Regions from separate parts of the Rattus norvegicus genome. Here region 2 is linked to region 1. Evidence: chromatin contacts called from public Hi-C data. All regions are on one chromosome and are shown on one strand. Each heading gives the region's core, a stretch centred on a gene start, on an enhancer-like site or on the middle of the called end of the contact. The rest is flanking DNA. Distances are from core to core; before and after follow the strand shown. Region 1 overlaps Ano6 (anoctamin 6). Region 2 holds the start of Arid2 (AT-rich interaction domain 2).

What was found. Hi-C and Micro-C count contacts between places; a contact is called where the count stands out from the background.
Region 2: a Hi-C map of Schwann cells shows a contact between it and region 1, with 5 times the contacts expected there. The contact joins the promoter of Arid2 here to the enhancer-like site in region 1. A contact is called at or near these places in 2 of 12 Hi-C or Micro-C datasets (Schwann cells and mammary epithelial cells).

What each region holds. Positions count from the first base shown.
Region 1 is chr7:128,968,182-128,971,625 of GRCr8, reverse strand. It overlaps Ano6 (anoctamin 6), which reads right to left. Exons shown (of 20, transcript NM_001401001.1): 15 at 3,319-3,416. Among named protein-coding and RNA genes, the nearest start is that of Ano6, 160 kb to the right of the region's middle. Within about 2 kb of position 1,650, at least 11 of the 93 cell types and tissues checked have an H3K27ac peak or open chromatin away from gene starts, as enhancers often do. A contact at or near this core is called in Schwann cells, where this site is marked.
Region 2 is chr7:129,324,439-129,327,882 of GRCr8, reverse strand. Arid2 (AT-rich interaction domain 2) reads right to left here and starts at 1,512. Exons shown (of 21, transcript XM_345867.10): 1 at 1,162-1,512; 2 at 962-1,055. The coding sequence starts at 1,253.

The sequences.
Region 1 (3,444 bases), core at 401-2,900:
GAATTGCATCACAGAACTTTAAAAAGAAAAAAAAAAAAGCACCAGATCCTTTCCCTCCCTAGTCAAGACTAGAAGCAGAGGTTACAAAGTAACTCCCGTACAAATTACCATAATATTAACAAACCGCGTAATAAAACTTTGTATCTCATTTTCTCTTGGCCTTTTATCAAACTAGAGCCAGGCGTCATTTCCTTTTAGTACACCCCACCCAGGGGCACCCACCACATCCTGAATTCAATGTTCTTCTGAAGGATATCAGTGGTGGCTACTTGAGGCCTTGTGGCAGCCCCTCCTGAGGAGGTTTTCTCTACTACAGTATCTTCTCTTGTTATATAAATGCATCATTATTTTGAAAAGATAAGAGATACATAGAGGGAAAGAAATGTGACCGCTGCCCCCTGGCTGAACACCCAAGGACACTAATGTTCTAGGTCTTTTAGGGTTTTCATTATTTAATGTTAACATCATCTTTGGGGAAGAAAAAAAATCCCTAGACTGTCTCAAACATCAGTGCTGGGAGGACCAGCGGGCTGACATTCTCTGGCTCCAGAAAAACACCATCTAATTTATTGATGATTTGCATATGAGGCCAATGCAGCACTTGCTCGGGGGTGGGGGAGGGTGGGGGGTGGGGAGGGTGGGAGGTGGGGCTCATGCCCAGCGCCTGCTCTGTAGCGGGGACCAGTCTAGCTGTAGGCTCGGCTTAGTCTAGGAAGTCATGTTGACTGAAGGGTGTGGGTGGGCCTGAAACGGCCAAGTCTGAGAAATTCTGGTCAAACATCCTTCACTGTGCTCCACTGGCATAGCGCCCTCAGGAACGCAGCCGAGATGGTTGTTTGCTCTGACACTCTTTAGTGGAGCAAGGGTCTGGGAAGCTCTACCTGATTCTGTGTGGAAGCAGGGAACTGGCCCGTGCAGAGCAGCAGCCCCAGGGAGGCTGCCCTGACGGACACTCGGCTGTCTCGGGTTTCCAGCCAGTGGAAGAGAATTAAAAACATACATCAGTATCTCTAGCCAGAATCGAAATCTCTGCGATTGTTAACAGTAAGTTTACCTGAAGTCAAAATAGGGACAGGCCATGGGTGCTGTAGTCACCTATCGATTGCTCATAATTAATCTGGGAAATACGCCCTTACCCACTAACTTTGAAAGCTCAGGAAACAGCTCACTGCCAAGCAGTGGCTTATCAAAAAATTTAGTGTTAAACAGCCTGCTTGGCTCGGAAATATGCTGCTTTAGTAGCCTGAGAACGAGTTAAGTTTTTTCCTTTAAAAAAAAAAAAACGCATTTTCATATTGAAACAGCATGATTTGCGCATGACCTACTTTCACTTATCTGGAAAAGCACAAATATGGACTCGATGAAAGGAAGGGTTGTTTTCTGTGCAGCAGGATTAAAGTTATCTCGCAGCTAAGGATGGAGCCCCTTCCTGGGAGGGGAGTGCTGTCTTTGCTTTGAGAAGGGCCTTGACTGGTCACACTGGAGGGGGGGCGGGGATAAAGCCCCAGTGAAGAGTGTGGATGCACTGAAACCCAGTCGGGGTCTCGGAGGGGGTGAACAGAAACCTGGCTATGAGGGAGGCAGAGACTCAGGGCAGAAAAAGAGGTGGGAGTTGTTGAATGTGGGGATGGAATGCAGGGAAGAATGCACGGGGGCGTCGGCCTGCACGCGGTGATGAGTTCTAGGCATGTGCACCCCACTGCACAGCGGGATGAAAGGCGCTGCAAAGAATTTACATCTTGAAATTAAAATCCTTCCTAAGTTGACCTCCATGCTGGAGGACGTTAAGGAGAGGGGGCGCTCTGTTGGTGCTGTCCTGGAACAGAAAGGAGATCACAGAGGAGGCAAAGTATAAGGGTGACCAGAAGTCTCATGAAAGCAAAAAATGGAAGCCAGAAACTACTTTGGAAAAGGAAGTGTGTGGTCAGAACAGCCTCTCAAGGAGGTTCCCTGCCTCCAGAAGATCAGAAGAGCATCAGGTCCCATGAACTCATCGACTACAGTACAGGAGGCCATTCTGGATAATGTAGTGGGGGCTGAGGATCACAAAACGGGGCAAGGGTCCGGGTCCTCAAAGCCTGAAAAGGCCAAAGAAGATTCCGCTGAGAACTTCTGGAAAGGCCTTGGCTAGCTAACATCTTGAAGTTAACTCAGTCAGACCCATGTCAGACCTCTGACTTCTAGTACCAGAAGACACAGAACCCTACTTTAACCTACTAAGCTTGTAACAATTTGTTAAGTTGCAATGGAAAACTATTATATCAAGTGTCCTGTTTGCACAAAATACAAGTGGTGCTGGACTGTGGACAAACCCACAGTAGGGCCTTGCTTATCAGGCAGTCACTGTGCCCTGCCACTTCTCAGTGTTTTGGGAAAACTATTCAAAAACTCCCATGGTGATTATTTCTAATATCTCGGGGATCATAGGAGATGTCTGTTCTTGACAACACTAAGTCTGAGGTCATGGCATCCCACTGTAACCCCTCACTGCCAGTGTGATCTGGGTAAGTCATTTCACCCCTTCAAGCCTCAGATCTCCATTAGCAAAAGGGAGATTAAGATTTGTTAAATTAAGCTATATAACTATGTAACCGCCATATACACACATACACACGGAAACACATAGCCCTTAGTACAGAGACTGGCATATGTTAGGCATGTAACACACTACTGTTAATGACTTCTAGATGCATGGGGACGGATGCTATGCAAGTCTGTGGCAATGCGTAGTTCACAGTGCTAACAAGGGCCCTTTCTCAAAGGTCTGTTTACTTAGCCATCAGTGATAACCTAAGAGACATAAACTACAGTAGGTGGGATTTCTGTTAGATGTGAAGAGGAAGGGCTTCTATAACTACTGCATGTGCCTGCGTGCACACTCAAGTGCACAGGAGCATGCAAAGTCCAGGGCTGACATCTCGTGTCTTCCTCAATCTTCGTCTAGCGTCTTTGAGGCCTGGTCTATCATTGAGCCCAGAGCTGCCCAGTGAGCTCTAGGGATCCTCCTGTTCCTCCCTCCCCAACATTGAGGCACAGGTGTTAATGACAGTGCCTGGCTTTTTACATGGGTCAGGTTTCTAGTTCCGGTCTTCATGCTCACACACGAAGCACATCACAACTGAGCCATCTGCTGAGCCTTTCTGTATAATTAATAAACACATACAAACTACTGCTTGGACCTTTTGCCCGGAGGCCTTTAATTGCATCACATTCTAATCTGCTTTAGAGACAGAGGTATGGCTCCGTGGGTAAACTATTTCAGTGGGTGGGCTGACCTGTCCCCCATCCTGCCACCCAGGACACCTATGCGGTACTCACGGGAGCAGAACTTCTTGTATGTTGTTCCAGATCGCCTTTCCCCCCATGATGATCGTCAGCTGTGTAGTCAGTTCAAGGAGGCAGCCCCCCGGGTCACACTGGCGTGTCACAAAGAGAGCAACATTT
Region 2 (3,444 bases), core at 263-2,762, 360 kb before region 1:
GGATCAGTGGGTGTCTGGGGTCGAGCCACAAGAGTTACCAAGCCAGGGCTGCTTGAATCACTGTGTTTTCACCAGAAAACCCTGTATTTAGCAGCACTTGTTTTGTTTTTGGGGGGGTTGGTGGGTTTGTTTTGTTTTTGAAGCCCGGACAATAACCAATCGCAAGTCCCTCTGTCGCCCCCTTTTAAACCTCAACGCGGTCCGTTTACACTAAAGAAAAAAAAAGTTCAAAAGGATCAATACTGCTCCGGACAGCGACGTCCGCGGGCTCTGGGGGGGCCGGGGCCGGGGCCGACTCCGATCCCTCTCCCAGATCTATCCATCTCCATAGGCCCTTCTTTGAGGCCTACAGCTTCTGCCTAGCCTTGAAGCCTAAGATGGCTATTTGCAGACAGGTCCTGCTTTCTTTTGTTAGCTGTAGAAAGCCAGGGCGAGCGGGCCGAGGCTGTGCCCCCGGCCGCCGGGATCATTTCGCAGCCGATTATCGATGTTAAACCTGCCCGCGCTAATTTTGAGTTGCACGAAAACTGCTCAGAGTCTGTGTGTCTCTGTGTCTCCGCCTGTGCTAGAGCGGCAGCGGCGGCGGCGGCGGCGGCGGCGCTGACTCGCGGGCGGGCGCGGGGCGGGCGGGCGCGGGGCTCGGCGGGCGGGCGAGCACTCTGCTCGCCCGCGCTCCCCGCCGCGCCGCTCAGACCCCGCGGGGCCGGCCGGACACCGGGCAGGGCGCTCCCCGCCGCCGGGCCGCACCGCCCGCCCAGCCCCGCGCCCGCCGCGCGCACGCGAGCCACCAGGCCGAAAACAGCCCCGCCGCCGGCCGCCTCCGTGCCACCGGCTGCGAGCGCCGAGAACGCCGTGTGCCCGGCCGACCGCCCCCCCGGCCCCGGGCGCCGGCTCCCGGGCCGGAGCAGACTTTTCCGAGCAGGCCAGCGAGAGGGAAATACAAATTAAAACTTCCACTCACCTTCGCGAATCCGCCTAAAGTAGTGACTCTGGTGTAGAGCCCGTGAAGATCCAGCTCCTTCCCACCCACCGCAGGGATCTTCTTAAACGGCGACCTGCGGGCGACAGAAAGCCCCGCACTTGTCACCGGGACCCCGCGCCCGCCGCGGGCCCCGTTCGCCCCGGCTCGCCCCGGTGCTGCCCCCCCGGTCCTGCTCTCACCCTCTGCTGTGGTGGAACTGCCGCAGCTCGTCCAGGAAAGCCAGTCCCTTCCTCCGCTCGTCCGGAGGCGCCTTCCCCGTCGAGTTTGCCATTATTTTGCCAAAGGAGGTCTCCCGAAAACCCAGATCGCGGTTCAAACGCGGCCCCCGCTCCCCGCGCTCCCTACCAGCGCCCGGAGCCCATTCCTCGGCCGGCGGTGGCGGGGCTCAGTCATGGGCCGGCGGTGGCGGCGGCGGCGGCGGCGGCGGCGGCGGCGGCGCAGGGAGGGAGGAGGGAGGGGGAGGAGGCGAGGAGGAGGGGAAGGAGGGAGCGGGAGGCCAGGGGGAGCGCAGGGCCGGAGGGAGGGGAATTTCTAAAAAAGTTTAAAGAAACGGGAGCGAAACTAGAGGGGCAGGCGACGGGCGGCCGGGCGCGGAGCCGCGGGGCGAACGCGGCCCCCACCCTGCCTCGCCGCCTCCCGCGGCCCGGCTCTGGCCGCCTCTCAGCGCCGCCGGCCCTGGCGGCTCGGCCCGGGGACGCGATTCAACATGGTGCTGCGGCCGGGGGCGCACGAGCCGGCCGGGGGCCGGGCGAGCGGAGGCGAGGGGCCCGGGCGGCCGCAGGCCTGGGAGTTTCGGCGGCGGCGGCGGCGGCGGCGCGGCGGGGCCGGGGCAGGCGGGGCCGCGTGGGGAGGGGGAGGTCTGTGTGGTGGCTTGTGGAGAGCGGGGTGACAGCGTGGATCCGGGCCGCGGCTCCGCGGGGCCCTCGCACACATTCACGCGCGGCGGCGGCGGCGGCGGCCCGGGAGTCCCCGGGCACAGGCTCCGGCGGCAGCCGAGCCGCTGCGCGCCGCCCGCCCGCCGGCCTGCCTGCCCGCCAGCCTTGCTTCTCAGCCGCCGCCACGGCCGGGCCGCCAGCGCCGCACAGCGCCCCCCGAGGGCCGGCCGCGGCACTGCGCCTGGCTCCACACGGTCGCGGCGGCTCCTCGCGGGGAACAATAGACTCGGCTCGCCCGGCTTAGGGTTCATCTGCAATGTGCAGCACATTTCACACGCACACAAAGCGGGCGGAAAGGGGGGCGGCGCGGGGAAACGGCCACTACCGGTTGTTCCGGGGTTAGGGGTGGAGGCGATGTTCGCGTCCCCCGGCGGACGCCCGCCGGGCCTCCCGCCACACGGAGGCTCGCACGGCGGCGCAGCCCGGGCGGTCGCGGAGAAGTCCGCTCGCCCCCTCTGGAGACGTTTCTAGCAGGAGGCGTCGGCCTCTGGGCTTCATGCTTGAAGGAAGCCCGATGAGCACATGGTCCATGATGGGGCCGTAAACTCACTTTGACAAACTGTGGGATCAAATAGGCTGGGAACTGCCTGCCCTACTTTAGTGGAGATAGAGTAAGGCTTTTAAGTCGTCCTCCCGTTTTTGGTCGGTTTGGTGCACCCAACAGGAGGTATGCAAACGGTCATCGCGCCTGTTGGGGAAATAACCTCCCAACTTTGAGAATAACATTGCTTATGGAGGGTTTTTTTTTTTTTTTGCACTCGTATCTGAAAGAGGGCAAAATGTTTTCACCCCTTCAGTTTTCTGTGTTGATTCTTTTTTTTTAAATGTGTAAATAGGGAAATAAAAATTTTTATTCTAGAATAAAAGCACCACTTAAATTTGTATCGACCGGGTGTTGGAACCCTCCCCGGTTTACAAAGGTTGAGCATCATGCTTCCCCTTTGGTGTATTAGGATTCCCATTTTAGAGACAGCCACTGGTGGCAAAGTCACTAGCCCAAGGTCACAGGATAGTAAGAGTCAGGATGGGTTATTTCAGGTAGTCTTTTCCGATGGGAGCACCTATCGGGTGACGGGGAGGGGAGGGAAAAAAAGAATTATGTAATACAGCGGAGCGTGCTTCCGGTGCTCACTCTAGGAAACGGATTTATTTCCCAAGTAAAGTTTATGTCTTCCACGGGGTCGGGATAAGGTGTGGCTAGGAAATTCCTGACACCCGAGGACCAGTGAGTGCCTCGCAAGCCTGTGAGGGGCGGAGACCCTGGCCGTGGAGGAGGAGAAGCCGGCCGGCCGGGCCTGAGGCGAGGCGCGCGGGCGAGCGGGGAGGGCCGGGCTGAGCCAGCCGCCCCTTCCCCCCCGCCGCCTCAAGGGCAGTGGCGAGCGCGGCGGGCGGGCCGGCCTGGGCTGTGCGGGTTCCCTGCGCCGCGCACTTGCGCACGGCCCCTTGCGTAACCGTCAGCGCCGGGGATTCCCTAGAGGGGGGTCACTCTCTTCAACCATTACACACAGCCGAGCTCCGCCGCGCCTC